3 separate regions of the Sus scrofa genome follow, and all the other regions are linked to region 3. Evidence: chromatin contacts called from public Hi-C data. All regions are on one chromosome and are shown on one strand. Each heading gives the region's core, a stretch centred on a gene start, on an enhancer-like site or on the middle of the called end of the contact. The rest is flanking DNA. Distances are from core to core; before and after follow the strand shown.

The links. Hi-C and Micro-C count contacts between places; a contact is called where the count stands out from the background.
Region 1: a Hi-C map of liver shows a contact between it and region 3, with 3 times the contacts expected there. The contact joins the promoter of RIOK1 here to the promoter of SNRNP48 in region 3. A contact is called at or near these places in 1 of 5 promoter capture datasets (liver) and 10 of 47 Hi-C or Micro-C datasets (alveolar macrophages, embryonic fibroblasts, epiblast stem cells and 4 more).
Region 2: a Hi-C map of epiblast stem cells shows a contact between it and region 3, with 1.8 times the contacts expected there. The contact joins the promoter of SSR1 here to the promoter of SNRNP48 in region 3. A contact is called at or near these places in 1 of 5 promoter capture datasets (liver) and 2 of 47 Hi-C or Micro-C datasets (embryonic fibroblasts and epiblast stem cells).

Annotation. Positions count from the first base shown.
Region 1 is chr7:4,749,556-4,752,360 of Sscrofa11.1, forward strand. RIOK1 (RIO kinase 1) reads left to right here and starts at 1,278. Exons shown (of 17, transcript NM_001243687.1): 1 at 1,278-1,447. The coding sequence starts at 1,377. CAGE1 (cancer-associated gene 1 protein) reads right to left here and starts at 1,125. Exons shown (of 13, transcript XM_021100145.1): 1 at 731-1,125. The coding sequence starts at 1,100.
Region 2 is chr7:4,684,179-4,687,440 of Sscrofa11.1, forward strand. It overlaps SSR1 (signal sequence receptor, alpha), which reads right to left and starts at 1,714. Exons shown (of 9, transcript NM_001185167.1): 1 at 1,535-1,714. The coding sequence starts at 1,613.
Region 3 is chr7:4,917,627-4,920,857 of Sscrofa11.1, forward strand. It overlaps SNRNP48 (U11/U12 small nuclear ribonucleoprotein 48 kDa protein), which reads left to right and starts at 1,717. Exons shown (of 10, transcript XR_002346288.1): 1 at 1,717-1,934; 2 at 2,704-2,817; 3 at 3,068-3,128.

The DNA of each region.
Region 1 (2,805 bases), core at 28-2,527, 170 kb before region 3:
ATTGGTGAAAAATCCGACTTTATGCTCATCTTTTTCTCCGTTTTCCAAATATGTAAATGCTGCCTAAGCTGTGGTGAAGAGGAGCTGAAAAATCCATTTTGTTTTCCAAATACAAAAATCCACAAAGGTCTTATTTCTTAAAAAAAAAAAAAATTCTGTTTAAGAGCCTAGAACCTCCAATTACTATACTTCTACAACTTTGCTCATATAGCATAGTTTACCAATTTACTTTTTTAAAAATTTCTTCCAAAGAGCCACACCTGTGGTATATGGCAGTTCCTGGGCCCGGGGTGGGGGGGGCGGAATCAGAGCTGCAGCTGCAGCCTGAGCTGGAGTTTGTCGCCAGATCCAACCTACATCCTCACAGAAGCAATGGCAGGTCTTTACCCTGTTGCACCACAAGGGCAACTCCTTTTTTTTTTTTTTTTTTTTTTTTTAAGTTAGTTTCACTTTTTTCACCTCTTATTCTGTCCTTATCAGATTTACGCTTGGCTTTGGGGGTGGTGGGAAGTTTTTAAAGGTCTGGATACAGATTCCAGATACACCCCAAATCTGTTTTAGGATGGGCGTTAAAGAGGTATCACTGGAGTTACCGGCAAAAATTCTAAAGTTTTGGTTTTGTAAAACTCTTCAGTCGTATGTCCAACTTTAACTTTGGAAAAGCACTTATCTTACTCCAACCAAAAAAAAAAAGACAACAAACTTTCTTAAGTCGCAAAACTGTGCTCACTTCCAGGGTCCATAGTTTCTTGGATCCACAAGGATTTCGGGCTTCCTCCCTGCGCACGGGCTTCTGCGGAAAGGAGAAGAACGCTTTTTAACCTTCTCCACCGATGGTTTTTAACAACTCGCAGGTGGGGTGCAGACGCGTTGGAACGTCGCTGTGTGACGTCACCCTCCGCGCCGGCGTGGGGGCCCCGCAGTCTCGGCCCGCAGAGCCGGGAGGATGCACGGTGTGCGCCCCAGGCGCAGCAGCCTTGCGCGAGCTGACGCGTCTTGTACGGCGGAAACCAACGGGAGCGGACGCGAAACACTCCGGCGACAGCAGGCGGCCTGGGCTCTGAGGGCACCGCCCTCCGCAGGACTTCCGGACACCTCATTGCCTCCCTCTCGCGTACAGCGGGTCGTGAGCGTCCAGCCACTCAGCCCGGGCGGAGGCGGGGCTTCCGGTGGGAGCGCCGCTTCCGGGAGGGGCGGGGATTCCGGTCCGGGTGGGCCTGCGCGCCGCGGTTGGAGTTCCGTCGCTGCACGAGGTTTGCCGGGCCGCGGGCCGCGCAGAGGCCGTTGGGTCAGCGGGCAGAACCGTCTCTGTGCGATTCCTGCCCAGCTCGGGGCGAGCGGTCTCCGGTGGCGCCGAGGCTCTGCGCGCTCCGGTCATGGACTACCGGCGGCTGCTGATGAGTCGGGTGGTCCCGGGGCAGTTTGACGACGCCGACTCCTCCGACAGGTGGGCAGCCGTGAGTACCCCGACACGGCGCGGATTCTGCGCGCTCCGCCGCCGCCGGCCCTTTGGGGAGTTGACCCTGCTTGTGCTTGGGAAAGAGACTGGTAATTCATCACTCGGGGGCTCCCTCCGCAGCTTTTGCTTCCTCTGTCCCAGCCGGGTTTTCTTCGGTCCAGTTGGCGGCAGAGTGAATAAAAGCCACTTCCCGGGAGAGTCCCGGGTCCCCGCGTTGGTCAGTCTCGCTGAGAGGCAGAGGTGGAGGCAACGATTGGGAAACGGACGTTTTGAGCTTTACCTACATTTAGCATCTCTTGTGTGCCTGTTTCTGTCCTCGGTGCTGGAGATAGTGAAGAGCATGACCAGTCTTGCTTTCTGCTTGGGAGAGAGGGCAGACCATTAACTCCATAGAGGTATTTTAAAAAGAAAAGCCAGGTGATACATACCATGCAAAGTCAGTTGATAGACCTAAATAGTGACCTCATGGTCAAGGAAGGGTTAAGTCCAGGTTGGAACAAGGAGCCAACCTCAGGAAGAGCAGAAGGAACAGCAGTTGTGGTGCTGAAGCCCCACGGTGGGGCCCCTCTTGGGTTGTGAAAGGAAAATCTAGAAGCCCTTGTGCCTAGAGCACAGTGGAGGTGGTTGAGAAGATGGGTTGGGAAGGATGTAGAAATGAGAAGGGGCCAGAGCGTACTGAGCCTTACAGGTAATGGTAGGGAGTTGAGATCTTGTAGAAAGCCATAGCAGGGCTGTTGGGGGGTGACATCATCTGGTGTGCGATTTAAAGGAGTCATTCTGGGAGTCCCCTGCTGGCTCGGTGGGTTAAGGACCTGGCTTTGTCTCTGCGGTGGCCCGGGTTTCTGCATGCCATGGACACAGCCCCCAAAATAAATAAATACAGGCATCACTTTGCTATAGAGGGGATGGATTTGGAGGGCAAGCGTGGATGCAGTTCACTGACCTGCAGACATGTTTTGTTTGGTAGGTAAATTCAGTTTTGTTAAAATTGAATATGTCAATTAAGTGGGAGATTGTACCCCAAAATGCAGGTTTCTGACTTCTCTTGAAAATCTATGAAGATACGGTAACACTGCTCTGAATTCTCAGGTGGCAAAAAAAGACCTTGTTAGTTGTGCTCCCTTTACTCTGGGCCAGTTCTTGGGGTTTGACAGTCCCCTCTTCTCCTATTTAATTATACCCAAGCCTTCTTCTCTCTGGTGGTGCTTCTCCTCGCCCCCCACCCGCCCATGAACAAGAGTGATTTGAAATTCTTTGTGTAACACAAGTCTTGACATGCTTCCTTTTGTTGTAAAGTGACACTGAGCTCGCCATAAGGCTTGAAATAAGGCTTTAGACTTGGTCCC
Region 2 (3,262 bases), core at 464-2,963, 230 kb before region 3:
ATTTCCAACATTTCTCAGAAAGAATGATGATGTGGCAATTCAGGAGAGAAAAAAAATATGGGAAAGGAAGCATGAACACGCTGTAATATCCAGGAGAAACACTATACATTAAGGACCCTGCATTTTAAGTCCTTCCCACTTCCTTTGAGTTCTTACTGCAAAATTTTAAAGAATTCATAACTTACATAACTTTCAATTTCTAAAACCAGTAAGACTACTACTTATGTCTGACACAATAATTTAAGTACTCTATTTCAAACTTCTCAATATATACAATAGCTTTCACCCTACAGTTACTGAACAGTCTATTTTAATGCTAACCGGTAACAATTAAGTCTAACAATTCTGTTGGAAAAAATAAGAGAAAATACTTTAAGACAGGCCATTTGGCACAAAAACGTTCAAAGGTTTCTAGTTAATTTAGATAGTGAATTGATCTTTCTTAAGAAAATGTTCTAAAGCCTGAAAAAATATAGTCTAGATTCTAGACAAGTACAATTATCAAATTTTCTGAAAGAAAATGAAAGCAACGACCAGCAAGCAAATCCCTCTTTAAACCTGCAAATGAATTAACAGTTTTGGTTAATTCTCCCACCTGGTTTTCTATCCACTGAATAGAAGCCAGTCGGTTCACTTTTCTTTACCAAAAAAGCTCGTGGATACCTGGCACTATCACTCATTCTGCCACACAACTTGCTTAAACTCATGGAATAAAACGAATTCTAGCCATCATTGAGTCGGACTCGATTTCACAAAGAAAATCGAAGTTCAGGGTAGAACCCAGGCAGGGAAACCCAGTGCCCACATTTTTAACGTTCTGAGCTATTTTCACACCAGGTTAACCGGTGGAAGGATAAACCCACATAAAGACCGTAAAGCTCGAAGTAGATTACGTTTTTTTCGAGACAATGCGATGCTTCCACAAAACAACAAAAAAATAAGTTAACAGAAAAAGAGAAAAAAAAGGGGGGGGGCTCCAATAATGCCTTTCCCCGGGGATCCTTAGCCGGCCTGCGAGGAGGGCTGGCAGGCGGGCGAGGAGGCGGATTTTCGTGAAATCAAGACACCTGCTGGGCTGTCACGCCGAGGGAGGTGCCGAACCGCCGGGTCAGGGCCAGAAGGCCGGCGGCTGCGAGAGTTTAGGCGCGCAGAAAACTAGGGTTTCGGCAAATGAATGGAGGACGACTCCCGGCGTGGCGGCTAAAGACACGTCAGCCCAGCGCCGGGAGGGGTGGAGCGGGGCCGACAGGGGCGCCAGGGGCCGCGGCGCCCGGGCGCAGCCGGCCCGCCGCCCCTCGCCCCCTCCTCCGGCCGCGGGGCCCGGCCAGCCCGCCGGCGCGAGCAAGGTCGCCGGCACCGCCCCGCACTCGCGCGCAGGAGGCGGGCGCCCCACGGCGGCCCGGCGTCGGGGTCGGGGTCGCGGAGGGAGGCCGGCGAGCGGGACGCGCGACCCAGGGGCCGCTTCCAGCTTCACGCCTGCGCTGGCGGCGTTCCCACCCGGCCGAGCCCCGCCACACACTCCCCTTCGCCTCACCTCCGGGGCCGCCTCGGAGCAGGAGGGTGGCGGGGAATACGAGCAGGAGAAGCAGCAGCAGGCGGGGGAGGGACCTCATGGCGCGGCCGGTCCGGCGTCCAGGCTCCTTCCGCGAGTGCGCTCGGCCGCCCCGGCGGTAATGGCGTTACTCTTCATCCGGGCTCCTGGCGGGGGCGGGGCGGGGCGGGGCACGTACCACGCAGCGCCTTCGCCACGCCCCCTCCCCGGCCCAGGAACGCCGCCAACGTGGCTGCTTGGCTCCTGGCTCCTCGCTCGAGGGCCCCGGAGGTCACGTGGCCGGTTGCTAGGGCCTCCGAGATTCCCGCGAGAGTTCGCCTCCCTCCGTGATAGCGGGTTGGACACCTGTGCTTTGCCTCTGGCTCTGCCCTCGCGCCTTCCCAATTAATTAGCGTCGTTAGTAGTTACTGTATTTGAATGACTGTATGCCTGGGGGCCCGGCGCGATGAAGTCTTCGTATAATTTTAAATAGTAGTGCCAAAGGAACATAAACCGCCTTGTGTGGCATTGAAAAGCAAACATATATTTTGGAATAAACAATTATTTTAAAAAGTCACAGAGCATTAAAAAATACTCGTTGGAAAATCTCGTCGTCCCCGCCCCGCGGACACCCTCATGCACAGTTAGTGACAGTTCTCACATTGCTACCTGACAATTCCAGAGTTCCAAGTCACCTGGAACAGTGCCTGGAATAGAGTAAGCCCTGGGAAATGCATAATGGAGGCAGCAGAGGCTGGACAGCTTCCTTCATTTTCCTTCTCTCTAGCATGGCCTTCGGGTTGCTGCCAGTAATCTGGCAGGTCATGCAATTAAATAATGTGAATTTCAGGCACTGTTGAACTGGACCCGCATGAGAGGTCATATGGATGATGAAGTAAGTTAACATTCGTAAGTAAGCTTACTATTGCCAATCCCTGTCATTTAATCTCTGAAAATCCTTAGGAGCTGGATATTATTTACTGAGAAGAAAACCGAGACACAGAAAGTTTAGTAACTTACCCAAGGCTTAAGAGCTAGTCAGTCGCAGATGCAAGATTTGACCCTGGCAGTTCCACTGCAGACCCTGTGCTCCAGGGTCCCGGGACACCTGGTGTTCTCCTCCTGCACTGGCTCTGCTCAAGGCTTCCCTGCCGTGGGATCCCCTGGAAAGGCAGCTTGTGGCTGCTGCGGGCACCATCTATCTAATTGTCTGCTAAAGTCACAACCCGACAGTGCTGAGCTGAACCAACTCAGCTCCACTCCACTGTGCTGCCAGTGTCCCCACAGCTGCACCTGCACCAGGCAGGACTGGAGGGACTCCTTGAGAGGGCCTCCTCCCACTTGGGTGCTGCCTCCATGCCTCTGCACGGCTGGCTGCCAAAGCTGCCACTCTGTGCTCAAGTCATCAAGACTCGGACACACGCTTGATGCAGCTGAACTTTGCCGAGTTCTCTCTCGGCCTGGCAAGAATCTTCCTCCCCAACTTAGAGGCACTTTCTTTTCCGTGAGTTTCAAATCAGACCTGCTCTGAGTTCCTGATGGCTGACAGGTCTTCTGACAAACACATCCTTCTATTTAACTCGCAGCTCTCGCCCAGCACCCGGAAGACTCTGCAATAGAAGTGGTACCTGTAATCATGCTGTGTACTGAGTGTCACCCTTCTTGCCCCCGGACCAGGGCTGTCTCCCTGGCTCTCTTTTTCCTGTAGAGCTGGTTCCGGCAGAGAGGATT
Region 3 (3,231 bases), core at 467-2,966:
CTGCCAAAGTTGTCCTTCGGCTCTGAGATCAGAGGCCTTTGTCCTGGAGAGAAGACATCCTTGACCTGGGCTGAGTTTTGACCTGGTTCACAGGCACACCCACGGAAAAGGGAACTATATATGTCATTCTCAATGACAGTCATTACTTCACACCCCAAAATTATCTCATTTCCCAGGGGCCTTGGCCAACTATGTAAGTGCAAATAAATCCCAAGGATGCTGTGGGCAGAGGATGAATAACCACACATCCCCACGTAGGCTGTTGACAAAAACTTCCTCCACAGTTTCTTTGTTGGAAACAAGTACAAAGGAAAGCAACAATTTGGCATCTGGCTTGAAAAAAAATAAAAACAAAAAATAACATAAGAGGGATTAGACTCTGGGCGTTAAAACCATTTGGGGGGAAAAAGGGCTGATTCCCAAAGGGTCTTGGGTAGGAAATAGACAAGGTAAACCCATCAATAAGAATTAGGGTGGGAATGGCGTATGGAGTAATGAATTTCAAAATTAATTGGGGTTCCCTTGTGCAGTAGGTTAAGGATCTGGTGGTGTCACTGCTCTGACTCAAGTTGCTGCTGTGGTGTAGGTTTGATTCCTGGCCCTGGAAACTTCCCCATTCCCCGGGCGCGGCCAAAAGAAAAAAAAAAAAAAAAAGAGGTAGACACATCCTGCAAAAATGCTTAAACTGAATCTGATCATAAGGAAAAGAAGTCTGACAAATCCAGAAAGAGGGACATGCAAGACAACCAACCAGCTGAGGGCCCTGACAAAATTCAATGACTTCATTTAAAAAGGAGGGTGGGGGAGGCTGTTCTAGATGAAAAGAGACAAGAACCAATTATAGCTCATGGGTCCAGAAAAATAGTAAGACGGCCATAAAAGGATTTGCGGGGGGGACAGTTGGGGAAATTTGAATATGAATATTAGATGTAACTACTGATTTTCTTAGATTTGGTCAAAAGAAATCCCGAGTCCCCCGCAGCCAGGAAGACTGGAGACCTCGCGGACATTGTTCGTGTAGGACAATGTCCTTATTCTTAGGAGATGCATACGGAGATATTTGGGAGTGAAGTATCTGCAACTTTCAAATAAGTTGGCAAAATTAGGGAGCTTGCGTGTATGGAGAGAGTGGGAGAGACCAGACGTAGCAATTAATGAGCTTGAGGACGACTATGCGAATGCTCTTTGTACTACTCTTTCAACTTTTCGGCAGATATAAGCCTTATCTCCCCCCACCCCCTTTTTTAGGGCCGCACCTGCAGCATATGTAAGTTCCCAGGCTAGGGGTTGAATCAGAGCTGCAGCTGCCGGTCTACACCACAGCCACAGCAACTCGCCAGACCCCTGCCCAGTCTGCGATCTACACCACAGGTCACCGGGAACGCCGGATCCTTAACCTAAGGAGTGAGGCCAGGGACCGAACCCCATCCTCATGGATACTAGTGTAATTCCTAACCCGCTGAGCCACAACAGGAACTCCATAAGCCTTTTTTTTAAGTTGGGGGGCGCCCACTCAGGGAAGGCCACGCACAAGCGCCTCCAGCAGTTGTGGCAAAAGCAGCAACGTCTGAACGCTGCGCCTTGGACCTCTCCGCCACCGTGAAAGCAGGAAAGTCTGGAAAGAGACCTCTCAGCAGGACAGCTCCCGCCTTTCCCGGAGGCCTTCCCGATTGGCGGTCCTAGTCACGTGGCGGAATGGCCCCGCCCACAACTCCCAGAGGCCCGCGCGCCAGCGGGCCTTCCGGGCGCTGCTTCCGTATTGGCGGGCGGCGGCCATGGAGGGCGATCCTCCGCCGGTGGAGGAACGGCGGCGGCTGCGGGAGGAGCTGAGCGAGTTCGTGGAGAGCTGTTGGCGGACGCTGGAGGAGGTGACGACGTCTCTGGGCTGGACCCTGGACCGGCTGGTCCCCGGAGAGGAGGAGGCGGCGGCAGAGGTAAGGCGCGGCGTCCTCTCGGGGGCCCTCAGGCGGGCGGAGGGCTCGCGTCTTCCTGGCTGCGGAGGCCTCGGGACCGGTCGGCAGCGCCGGAGGACCCCGCGACCCCGGGACGTTCGCACCCTCTTCCCCGGGCGGCGCGCCCCCGCGGAGCCTCGCCCTAGAGAAGCCGAGAAATCGCTGTGGGTGCGGAGTGGATGGTGGGGCCGGAGCGGAGTTGGAAAACAAGGGGGCGGGTACGGCGGTGGTCCGCTTTGTCGTTTGTCGCAGGCCTCGCAGTTGCACCAGATGGGCTGTCGGGAGAGCTTAAGAGTGCAGTTCCCCCTGCTTTGTCGTACGATGGTGCATGTCTGACGGCCGCTGCACCGATCCTTGGATTTTAAGGGGTACCACCAAGAGATGCTGCTAGCAGCTCTCCTGGCCATTGGGATTGCTTCGGGAAAAGACGTAGGCAGGTAGAGTAGCGTGAGCAGTCCTGATTTTTTTTTTTTTTTAATGGGGTGGGAAGAAGAGAAGTGCTCCAGTAGGTGAGGTTGTTGAGGGTTGAAGCATGGAGTGTAAAAAAAAAAAATCTTTCAGGAGTTGGACCTGGAAGGGATGGAAGGGGTGCAGAGGCTGTAAGCAGAGAGAGATGGAGGGAGTTACTTTTTTAACATGTACATACACTCACATGGAAGGTGGCAGAGGCCTGCAGAAGAGGATATAATGGTATAAGTATTTGTTTAAAAATTTTATACCTTTTTTCTTTGCATCTGTTTGATTTTTATAGGATGAAGTCGTGATATGTCCTTATGATTCCAACCATCACATGCCTAAGTCGTCTTTGGCAAAGCACATGGAATCTTGTAGATTAAGAAAACTGGGCTATACCAAAGAAGAAGAGGTACCATATATTTATTATGTATATGTCGTGTACTTCATGCATCAGTAAAGTCACAATTTTTGGAAGCTATAGTGTGAGGTTTTCTGACAAAATAGTAGTCAGTTGTGGGATACAGCGATACTTGCCTCATTTTGCAAATTATTGCCAGAAATGTTTAAATGATACTAATCTAGTGTTGGTTTAGGTCAAATCTTAAAATAGTCAATCATCTGATACTGAAGAACACTAAGTTTTTGTTTTTGTTTTTTAGGATAAAATGTATAATTCTGATTTTTTCTATGAGAATGCAAAGGTACCTTCAGTTACTTTGAGTAAGTATTAATGTGGTTCTAAAATATCTTTGTATATATATAGGTATTGATATTTCATTTTGTTGTTGTTGTTGTTGTTGTTGTTGTTGCTATTTCTTGGGCC